Linked DNA regions of Drosophila melanogaster: region 1 is linked to region 2. A link is a contact called in public HiChIP or PLAC-seq data. All regions are on one chromosome and are shown on one strand. The core of a region is the stretch at or near the end of the contact, and the rest is flanking DNA. Distances in the headings are between cores, read along the strand shown. Region 1 holds the start of CycE (Cyclin E). Region 2 holds the start of lace (lace,).

Region 1 (5,412 bases), core at 2,434-4,933, 250 kb after region 2:
TCATCCTTTTGGAGAACATGTAATATTTGTAAAACATTCCGCACTTGTAATTGAGAAATATTGTTGGTATTTTACTAGGAATTCGGGTTAATATGGCCAGTTGATATGTGTGGATTCCTATAACCATTTACGTATGTATGTACATATGATGAGAAAATATTCGAGATCAGTTTGGGTTCCCATCTCGTCTAGAAAATCCTTTGATGACATACCGCTTTCGAAGGTGGCAAGCACTTGGAGGATCATGAGCAGAATTGAAAGGTGTTGACTAGGATTTGAATAGATCATATAAGGAGTGTTTAGGTGGGTCAAACAAAAGAAAATGTTGGGAAAATATACAAAATTCACGACACTGAATCATCAAAAACTTGATGCTCTTACTTTTTTCAAAATCACTTCTAAGAAAAACAATTTATTTCCCCATGGTTTAAACTGGCCAAATCTAAACATAAGCGGCTGATTTTCGGCACGATCATGACATAATCGAAAAATTAAGTATACAAAAATCCACCCCATCAACAATACACCACCCACCCCCCACGCACACCCCCGCCGCGATCGCTCCAAAAGTTTAACGGCGCAAAAAGCGAACACGCAAACTAAAAAACGTCAAAAGAATGCAAAAAATAAAGAAGAAAGCAAAAATTGCGAAGAAAACAACAACAAAATGAATGTGGCAGGTAAATGGAAGCAGAGGAGAAGAGGAAAGAACGAAGATGGCGCGAAGCAAGGTGGAGACGAAGGGGAAGCGAAAGCAAAACGCCGAGAAATATCAATGAACTCCATTCTCCACTTGGCAGTCTATCTCGCTCACTCATTGGTTGGGAGCACGTACATAGAGTAACTACTCACAAAAATAAATATAACCACGATTTTACAATAATTAAAATACTATTATTAATTCTACATATGTAAACATACATACATATGTATGTACGTAGATTGTGGGTAAGGGCTAAATGCCACTACCAATCTTTTTCTTCGTGTACCAAAGATATTTGCGCCACTTTTGACATAATTCATTATTTTGTTCTTCACTCGTTTACTCCATTTTGCTTTGAACCTCTGCTTCGTGTTCGTCAAGTTTTCGAAAGGTCCGTCGACTGATCGGCGATTTTCCGAATTTTTTCGACGTCGCAGTCAAATGCTCTCTTTTTTTCCGTTTTAGAGCGCAGTACTAAAACGTTTTTGTTTGTTGTTGGTGTTGGGAAGGGGAAAATAACTTGACTCGCTGTTCTGATTGGAATAAAACGGAAGAGAGCGAGAGAAAGAGAGCTTACTCTCTCTCTTAGCGAGCGCATTTCTTCCAAGTTTGTGCTTGTGTGTGTGTCATTGGAGGAAGCGTATAAAAATGAAATGAGCATGGGAAAAGAATGGAGAAACGCAAAGTGGCGCGAATTAGGCGTTTGGGCTGGGGCAGTTTTGTTTTACCGCCCAAAATCTATGCGAATGGCGGGAAAAAGTGCAATTCGGGCGGGAGAAAGATTAGAAAGTTGGCCCAAACAGCAGGGTAAACCATAAGCTGCATCTCAAGCCTTCTATAGTAAGAAAAGCTGTAATAGTTCACTGAACTCCCGTTACGCATTAGAAACTCAGTGCACTTTTAGACGTGATTAGAAGCTTTCATTTATTTCATAGGATTTTCCAATTTGTTCCCATTGGATAACGGTTTAATTCTAATAGGACACTTTTCCTTATAGGGGGAACACTAAAACACTGTGTGGGGGAGACAATTTGTAGTTGGACACCCCGTCTCTTGCCAATCAGAAAGCAACGGTTAAATCCTACAGCGTGTCAATTTTCTTATAAGAGGATGTTGTATTTGTAGCAAAAAATGCAAAGACACGACGGCAAACGCAGCATTCTCTCCCGCTCTTTCCTTCACTGTTCCACACACACTTGTCACCGCACACGCGTCATAAATTTTATTCCACTCTGAATAACGTATTGCCTTTTATCCACTAAAACCATTGTGCAATTGGTTTTACCTTCTAGTAAGCGGAAAAATGCTTAACATAATATCCCCGGTGTTTTCACTTGTTTTTCTTAAAGGGAATTGAACAACGTTTTTCGAGAGTTTTTCGTCGTCGTCGTCGCCGGCCACGAAAAAACTTCACGAGCAGCGGAGCGGCGGCAGCAAAGTGATCGCTTTGGAACCGAAAAAAAAATTGGTGGAACTGGGTATCAAAAGCAGCGACGTCGACTGCGGCGAGTGTGCATGAGGAACGCGCCAAAACAGGCGGATCCGAAGCGCCAAAAAATGCAACAAACACAGGGGGCAACTTTGTTGTACTCTAGGGGAGGGACGGAGATGGGGCGAGCATCTCCAGCGCAAAGAACAGAGCGTGAGAAAGCGAGACGGGGCGATGAAGCCGCTGGTGGCAAGCTTGGCATTTTATTGAATGGAGTCTGCAATTGGAGTCCCCAGTCCCCAACAGGCTAGTCAGACTACAATTGGAGGTTCGACGTCCAGTCAGCTGGGTGGTCGAAAAACAGCTGACGAGGATGCCAGAAGGGCGGATTTAGTCGGATATATCGTGGTTATATATAAATACCTAAGATTTATTTCTATGTCATATGCCAATTTTAATTCAAATATGACCTTCAGAAAATAAATATTTAAATTTTAATATGAAACTATTTTTTTTAATATATTTTTAAAGCGCTCCAAAATCAATTCAAGGTTAAAATAAATTTATCTTGAAGGGTATTCATAAATCTTTAAAATTTTAATTATTTATTTATTCTTCAGAAGCCTGAAATTACATGGTTTAATATGCTTTTCTAGTAGTTTTTATGAACTGCAGCCAAATAACATATGACAAGATGACTGAGGTCGAACTAGGTGGTAACGCTGCTTTGAAACCAAACAAACCACTGCCACTTTGTTGTTTTCATCGATTAACATTCGAGCATTTTTGGCACCAACTTCGAGCGCTTATAAATCAGGTAAGCTAAATGAAAAACCATGCGTGCCTATAACCAATTGAAAGATCAAAACTCGCAGAATCTGATTTTTCACTAAAATCGAAAATCCCGTTCAATTCGGCCAAATTAGAATCGATTGAACTTGATGATTTCCCGCGCGCGGGAACCCGACGTCGGCGCGCGCTGCTGACAGCGATGACAGCTGCGCGCGCAAAGAGAAGGCGCGGAAGAGAGCGCGAGAGGGGCAGGGGAACAGAGAGAGAAAGAGGCAAAAACGTCGACGTCGCTGCTCACGTTTTTTTTCCATTACTTTTCGACTGCTACAATATCGATGGAGAAAACGGGGTCTAAAGGAAATGGCTTAAAAAGCAAGTTCACGAACTTTTGAACCCTGCACCTGCTGCAAATCGAATGGGCCAATTGGCCGGCATCACTCACCTGCTGTTGGGCAGGATTCGGGCAAATTCTCAGCGGGATTGCACACTGAAAAACACACGCGGACTGGAATGGTGATGAAAAAAATTGCACACACCGCCGCACACATACACACGCACGCCAGCCAGCAAGACAGTATAGCCTCCTTTTTGTCACCTTTTTCGACAGATTTATCGTGGTTCTGCGGTCTTTTTCACGGCTAGCTCAACCCCACGGCAGTCAAGGCCAATTCGATGCGATCCCCGCGATTTTTCAGCGACTCCAAAGTAACACAATGATCGCAAGTGGCACTGTGACGAGATCGAAATCGAGAGAGCGATGAAAGAGCAAAAAAAAAGGCCATAATCATCTGGCCACACGGCGCAAAGAGAGAGTCGGAGTTTAGTGGCAGCGGCGTTGCCACTACGGCCGATCGCGTTGCGGGATTTTTATTGGCGCGTTATTCAAATTTTGAAAAATAACTTCTATGTTAGCCTGACTTTTACTGCTCTGCATATTTAGTTCACTATTTTTCCGGGCTGATCATATCTGGAAATCGGGTATTTAAAATAATAAAAGATGTGCAACGTGCTTAATGTTAAATGGGGTTTTAGAAAAGAAATTGTATTATATAAATTTTGCTTTGATTGTTCGATTAACGGATATTAAATAATTGGATTTTCCGTTGGGAGCGTAATTTGAAACGCATATTTGATACGCTTATATTGTTTTTGTTTTATTGTTATATTCTTGTTTTTATCATGCGACTATCTAGTAATTAAATTCAAACAGAATACTCAAGTAAGAATTTTGTATTTTAGGAAATACTTAAAGTATTTTCACTCGATTTAATTTTTGGCGCACTTTTCAAACAATAACGGATGTCACTCAAATGATTTAATGGTTTTCAACTTTAATGCTCTTTTTTGTTGCTTAACTCACATATTGATTTTGTTTTATTATAGCAAATTTCGTATAATAAATGTTAGAATTACACGAACACTTTACTTTTCGATTTGAATTTGTTTGATTTTAATCCACCTCACTGAATTGCAGATTTTTTCGGCGTGCTGTTATTTATCCACAAAATAATAATTTTTAGGCAGTAATAACTAACAATTAGCGAATATTTGTCTTTAGGGAACTTTGCTAATTTTCATGTTCATGCTAATGTTAGCTATTGGTTTTGAATTTTATATTTAATATTAAAAAGTTAAATAATTAACTTCTGATAAATATTTTTTAATATAGCTTGTATTTTTAGAACTCTTATTAATTCACTCAATCACTTTTGATAATAAATTTCCTCACACAAACCGTTGCTTACAAATATTTGTATTTTATTTCGAAACTTTTAAAATTGAATTATTTATTGAATTAAAATTTATTAATTTCCAAATTACTATGTTTTAATGTTTATCCAATAAATATCATTTATGACACCTTTCTAACTCATTCTCATTGATTTCACTTAATACATTTATTAGTAATCATCAATTTGATTTATATTCAAATGTGATTAAATGCCACTTGACACACCTGATTAGAAAATTTCATTTTCTTAGAGCTTCGACCGCAGCCTGGTTTCTTCACAAGCTCGAAAAACCAAATAAAAGAAAGCTGCCGATAATTAACAATTTCCAGCGAATTGAGCACACCGGCAAAGTGCTAAGTTTGCATTTCGGCAGTGTAACACAGCCAGAAATGAATATCCGCCAAGCGCAGCAGAAAAACCTCAACTTCAGCAGCGGGGCCATGGCAAAACCACAATCCACTCTCAATCTCCAGCTTTGTGTTTTCGTTTCCATATTTATTGCGATTTTTGTTTTGATATTATTAATTTTACGTTTCAAACTTAAGCAAAATCACTAAGCCAGCTCGGGGACGATCATCTCTTCAAGCTTTCAGCGGCGACTCGTTGAATCCGCGAGCCGCGTAATCGGAAGGCGCCGATCGATCGGAGACCTTGGGATAGCCCTCATCTCCGGGCACGCACTGCTTGCGCGAGTGAATCACACGCCAGCCGCCCTTCCGGGTCCAGTCCTTAAATAAAAGGGTTATACATTAAAC
Region 2 (5,837 bases), core at 1,967-4,466:
TCAGCTTCCTTTTGCCGATGCGATAATTGAAATTTGATGTTGGACATTTTTTGTACCATTTCTGCTGATGTTGTAGGAAATTTTGTCGGAGATGTTCACTAACTAGTTTGGGGAGATTTTAAAATACTACTTAACGTTCAAACACAACTAAACGAATCAGTTAATGGAAATCTTACCACTTCTGAGTAATTTGTTTAAAATAAAGTATAAAGTATGTTTGCTTTACACTCAAAATGTCCCCTTGACAGTTCTGCGCATTCTCGTAAACAATTTGTTGAGCCTATGCTAATGTTTTGGGGTCTTGACAGTCAACAATTGAAATGCCTTCAATTGCACCTCACAGCTTAATCGCAAGGCACAGTCAAGTCAACAATTGTAACACCTACACTGGACAACACAAAACGATTGACAACCTGAACTGTCAACGCATTGAAAATCGCTTGAGTGACTGCCATAGGTGACCACGCCCCTTAACCCTCGCACCAAACACTGAAAACAAAATTATTTCGTTAGAAGAATATTTAATTCAGACAACATGTTTATATGTTTTATATTTGACATTTTTATCTATTTTATAGTTTGTAGGTCTTCTTGTTAATAGTTTCAATTCATTCATTTCGTATCGAAGAGAATACAAAAGTAATTTTATTTTTTTTAAAAGTGTTTCCATTCGACGCCGGTGGCAACGGAGGCAGAGCGAGAAAACATGTCCACACAATAAGGAAAAATAAAAGAGTTTCCATAATGAAAATGTCAACCCGTTGGCGGAGTACAAAGTCCATTTTATTGGCCCGGGGGGAGTACTTCGGGTTGGGGCAGATAAATAAGAGTATAATACGGCAGCAGAGGTAGACAATAGTTCACAGACTGCAACTGCGAAATATCACGCGTGATTCATCGGCTGCGGCAGCAGCAACAACGGCAACTGCAACACCCACGCACGCACAAATGCATGTGGAAATGCAAATGCGTTTTTTATGCTTGTTAGAGCAACGCCTGCGTCGCCCGATGGAAATTGTGAACTTTTCTTGTTTATTAAGCCAGCCAAGTCGTAATTATGCAAAGCGGGCCAAGAGCTACAAGTATGCTGCTGATGGAACGAGAGCGAATACTATAACTAATTGTATACAAAGGGGCCACAACAAGTTATTACTAAGGGCTTGCCAAGGATATTTATATCTGGATTAGTGCTCATAAGTTCGCAGAGATTTCGGTCTTAATTATTAATCTTACTACTAAATATTGTTTGGTAGAAATGGTATACAGAAAATTTTAAATTACAAGTCACTTCATTTACGTTGGTGACTAATTAGCAATATGATACCATTTTGCTGGTGAATTTCCCAGCAAAGGCGGCAAGTCAGATTTGATCCGGTAATTTGATTACACAATTGCCAAATATTTGTCAGGACCGAAAAACGACTCAACTGCCATTGTACTTGAACTCCGCACTCGATAAGCGAACCAGCCAAAGTGCAAAACCGCCAACATGCAACCAACAACAACCGGCAATCGACAACTAGCAGCAACACCAAAAATACACAGACAACCGAAATCGCAGTTAGCGGACCGAAATTGCAGACAGAAACACGGTTTGTGGCATTCAAAAGCGATTTGCACCATCAGATCATCGAGATAAGCATTAAGAATCTTTGACAGAAATTGGCTAGCTTTGAGATACAATGCATTTTTCTCCGTTTTAGGGATTAACTTGGCATAGAAGTGCAAAATATAGAAATAAGTAATAATGATCGAAGTCAACAAATTCATGAAATTTTCAACTTTACATTATATACTTTCAATGTCATGAGATTGTCAAGTGGAATATAAAAATCCTATTTAATTTATTATACAATATTTACATGTTACTAAAATAGACCAAGTAATAATATATGCTATATTTTAGAATATCCTCATCCTTGATTAAGTGCTTTGAGAAATAAATGAAACCTTCTCGAAAAGGGTATGTGATTTTCCCTCTGGCATCGGCGGAAACTTTTGCCTTCAGGGTGCCGCTGGCGTCGATCGGCAATCGCTGGATGAAAACCCGACGTGACCCGCTTTCTGGGCCTGCGGCTCAAAGGGCTTCAGCCCTGACAGTAGCACCCACTTTGGTGACTTGGACTCAGATTGGGTTTCAAATTTTTGGCATCTCCGGCTACGACAATTTGGCAATCATTTGCATATCGATGTAGCGATCGGTGCAGCTTTTGCCGGGGAACGTGTTGGCATTTTGCAGAGGCTACATCTGCCACAAAAGCTTCCAACTCAATTAGAAGCCTTAGCGTCGTTTTCATGTTGTTTACCCACAGTTGGGATGCGGCGCATACTGAAAACGAAACTGAAATGCGAGTTCAATGTTTTGATTTTGAAATGGGCTCTGAAAATCCTTGAAAAGTGTCATCGGCCGGCCACAGCAGATTAATTTACAAAATAGTCGAAATTCTTCCGCAATAAAATGTGAAGAAAAACAAAAGCCTGCGGTATGGAGATGATCTATTTATGAGGCGAAATCCACTGCCCGAGACGTGTCTCCTTGCGGCAAAGAGTCAACGCACTTCGCAGCTCATGAATTTTACTACAATTGCCGCTTTACGCACTTTTATCTGAATATCTGTTGCCTGAAATTCTGTTTTCCTCCTTTTCTTTGTGCATTTTAATCTAATTTATTATTGCCGGCGAGGCGGAATTTTTCTTTGCGTAAGTTTTGGACCGATTTTAATGCTCAAGGGGAAAATGCTTGACGTGTTAAGTCTGAAAACTTGTGGTTTCTAATATGTAATGGAATATAAAACATTATTTTTTTTAGCTTATCTCCCACTTAAATGATACATTGTTGAACCCTCGTATCATATATAAATTTATATATTTTCATTAAATTGCTGTCAAATAATTTAAGTTGAACCCCTATGTGACTAAAATAGAAACCATTTTAGTTTAAATAAATTTCTTTGAAAATCTAATTAATACAAAAATCTACTTCTCTTTTGCGACATCTGGCGCTCAGAAAGTATACTAAACAGCACTGTGGCTTGAACTGCTTGCATGGTGGAGGTATTCGCTAGGAGCTGGCAGTACTAAAAGCAGAGAACACAACCGGAAGCGTTATTCCACAAAATGTGGCCTTTTAAATTATATGTGAAAATACGATAAGTACCTTAAAATACCGAAGGCGCGCAGTTTTCAGTATAACAGCTGGCCGAGTAACTGGCCACACCATTCCAATTAGAAAGAAACCTATTTAAGCAAAACGCATCGATCTCTCCGTAATTTTTTGTCCGCTGAGTAATCGGAAATCGGCAACGGAATAATGGGCAATTTCGACGGCGATTCTGGAACGGTTTTCGAGCAGAGCTATGCGACGACCAACGGAAACGGAAAGGTGCCGAATGGCAATGGGGCGGCAGATCTCAGTGCCCCGGAAAAACAGGAACTTCTCCGGAAGTTCTCGGCACCCGCGTACACTGAAATTCGCACGCGACGCTGCCAGCCGAAGCCCGCAAACGACGCCCAGGTGAGCCAGGCATTTTCGCTCAGTGTGCGGGGTGAAACGCGAGTTAAACACTTGGACGAAACGAAAATAACGAGCTAAAAGGCCATAAAAATTGGCCAAAAATGTGGTTCCATAGCTGGTTCCATTCACCCTCTCGCTCGCTCTTCCAGCCGGCGAATTATTGATTTTGTGTGAGAGCGAGGGAGCGCGCATAAGAGAGAGGGAGAGAGAGTGAGAGTGAAGGCGTGCGTCAGCTGGAGAATTTCGGCCCAATTTTTGCTGCCCTTTTTGGCGATTTTCCTCCGCTTTTCCCGCTTCTGGGTCATCGGGCAGCCACAGCTGTTTTCCCTCCACTGCAGTGTTTTCCTCGCGTGTTTTCCTTTTCGCCGCGAGTGCTGACCATTTGGCGTATTTTGGCTACTTCCGGATGATAGAAACTATTAGAACTCTGCGGAAATATCCTATCATCATATACGATCAGAGAGTTATTTCATAAATTGTGATCATGAAAGGCAATTTGTAGTGTTGGAAATTAAAGTATTGGGCAATATTATTTCACTTTCATTATTATAATTTTAAGTAGTCTATACATTCCTCTGAGATAGCTATCTTACAATTGACTAAGCCCTAAGATAAGAACATCAGCATGTTAAAGTAACTTAGATTTCAGAAATTTCATAATACCTATTTTAGATGTGCGTTAAACTGTTTGGTACGCTAGTCCATTTTACCACATGCACTCTCTAATCTAGCCATTGTCTCTTCTTCGGCACTCCTGCACTCATTCGAAATTTTCCTAGTGACTGGAGTACGACCCCAAAGCAAACACACACATAAGTACGTAGTTTGGGTGCACAATGTGTGTGGGGAGAGCGGCACAATGCTGGTCTGGTCATAATATTGTCATGCCACGCCATGCCCGGCTCGCCTTATCAGGCCCATTCCACCAGTCTTTTACGTAAAGCCTCGCAGAATGCGATTCGCTGGTGAATCACAATGCTCCGCAATCTCCGAAGGCAGCGGTTTTGGGTGGGCGTTGATTTGTCGGTGATAAGAGTTTTGTTTTAAAATTCATGGACTCTCCCTGCGTCTGGGCTGCCAAAGAATAACTGTTGGCGGGTATACTTAACCGATTATCATATTTTTTATTATTCATAACTTTTTAAAAAGATAAGATAAACATATTATAACATTACATTCATTGGGTAATTCCGATACAATTCGATCTTTGGGGAGTGAGCAATTGTTAGTTTTCTTTTAAGTACCTAAAGATTTCATTATTGGTAGCTTTGTATTTCTTTTTTTCGGAAAGTAATACAATGGTTTACATAAAATTTATTTAATGAAATAGTTCCGTACCATGGCGACAACTTATTGAAATCATTCAGCTTGATTTAATGGCAACTAAAGACCTTTTCAAATTTTTAATCACACGAAAATAATGTTAGCGCGTGCAAGTCTCATATCTCCAATATCAACGGATAGAAAACTTTTATCAGCTCGGCAAGATTACAGTATGCATGATTTCAAAGGTAAAGGCTTAAATAAAAAAGAAATACTTAAGAATATGAAATTGCCAAAGCAATTATCTACTGACTCACAGCTAATACTTCTTGGAATCCCCACAAAATCGGTTAGAACTTGGCGTGCGCTGGTCGATTGTCAGTCGTTATCTTGGACTCCATGGATCCCCAACATATGGAAGTCATTATCTGGATCCCACACCATGCTCCCTACTTAGCTGTCCTTCTGTACGCGACCCATAGCGTAATTAGTATTACACTTTTTCTATTTATTTATTTATGTCGGTTTCGATTTTGATCTTTCTACGGTAGCTTCGAGCTCGTCTATATACCCTAACACTGGGACTCCATTAAATAACTAGGCATCGCGTAACCCACTTGACTTTTCGCTCCCCGCACTCCGTCTCATCGTATTTAGTAAACAAGCCCGGTGGCAAATGATAATAAACACGAAATATTATTGTCGCCGACTCGTTATTGTTATACGATTAAGCTGACGTTCAACTATATATATTTTTCGGAATATATATCTGCAGTTTGTGTTGCTCAGTTAATGAGATATATATATGTCTCGTATCGGATCCTTTGGCCAGCAAAATCAATAAGCAAATGATATATACACTTAAATAAGTACGTTAATTATAACGCTCTATTTGTTAGCTGGTGAGGTTGAAGTGTGCCAAGTTGGGCACACAAATACTATATACATTTATGGCTTCCCCTGTATGATTTTTGTGTCTGTCTCTTTTTGTGTGACTTCATGTCGAACTCGGCTCATGTGAGCGGTGGAGCAAATTGTTCAGCAGTTATCGTGTGATTGT

What was found. HiChIP or PLAC-seq counts read pairs in DNA pulled down with a chosen protein or histone mark.
Region 1: a Psq HiChIP or PLAC-seq map of the Kc167 cell line shows a contact between it and region 2, with 9 times the contacts expected there. The contact joins the promoter of CycE here to the promoter of lace in region 2. A contact is called at or near these places in 8 of 107 Hi-C or Micro-C datasets (the Kc167 cell line, the ML-DmBG3-c2 cell line, the S2 cell line and 3 more) and 3 of 6 datasets of contacts at active chromatin or transcription factors (the Kc167 cell line and the S2 cell line).

The regions. Positions count from the first base shown.
Region 1 is chr2L:15,744,467-15,749,878 of dm6, forward strand. It overlaps CycE (Cyclin E), which reads right to left and starts at 3,684. Exons shown (of 6, transcript NM_165125.3): 1 at 3,520-3,684. It overlaps ND-B17 (NADH dehydrogenase (ubiquinone) B17 subunit), which reads right to left. Exons shown (of 3, transcript NM_165126.3): 3 at 4,853-5,385. The coding sequence ends at 5,239. lncRNA:CR44974 (long non-coding RNA:CR44974) reads left to right here and starts at 1,791. Exons shown (of 2, transcript NR_124289.1): 1 at 1,791-1,994; 2 at 2,053-2,534. It also overlaps asRNA:CR44866.
Region 2 is chr2L:15,495,911-15,501,747 of dm6, forward strand. lace (lace,) reads left to right here and starts at 3,217. Exons shown (of 4, transcript NM_057266.5): 1 at 3,217-3,514. The coding sequence starts at 3,311.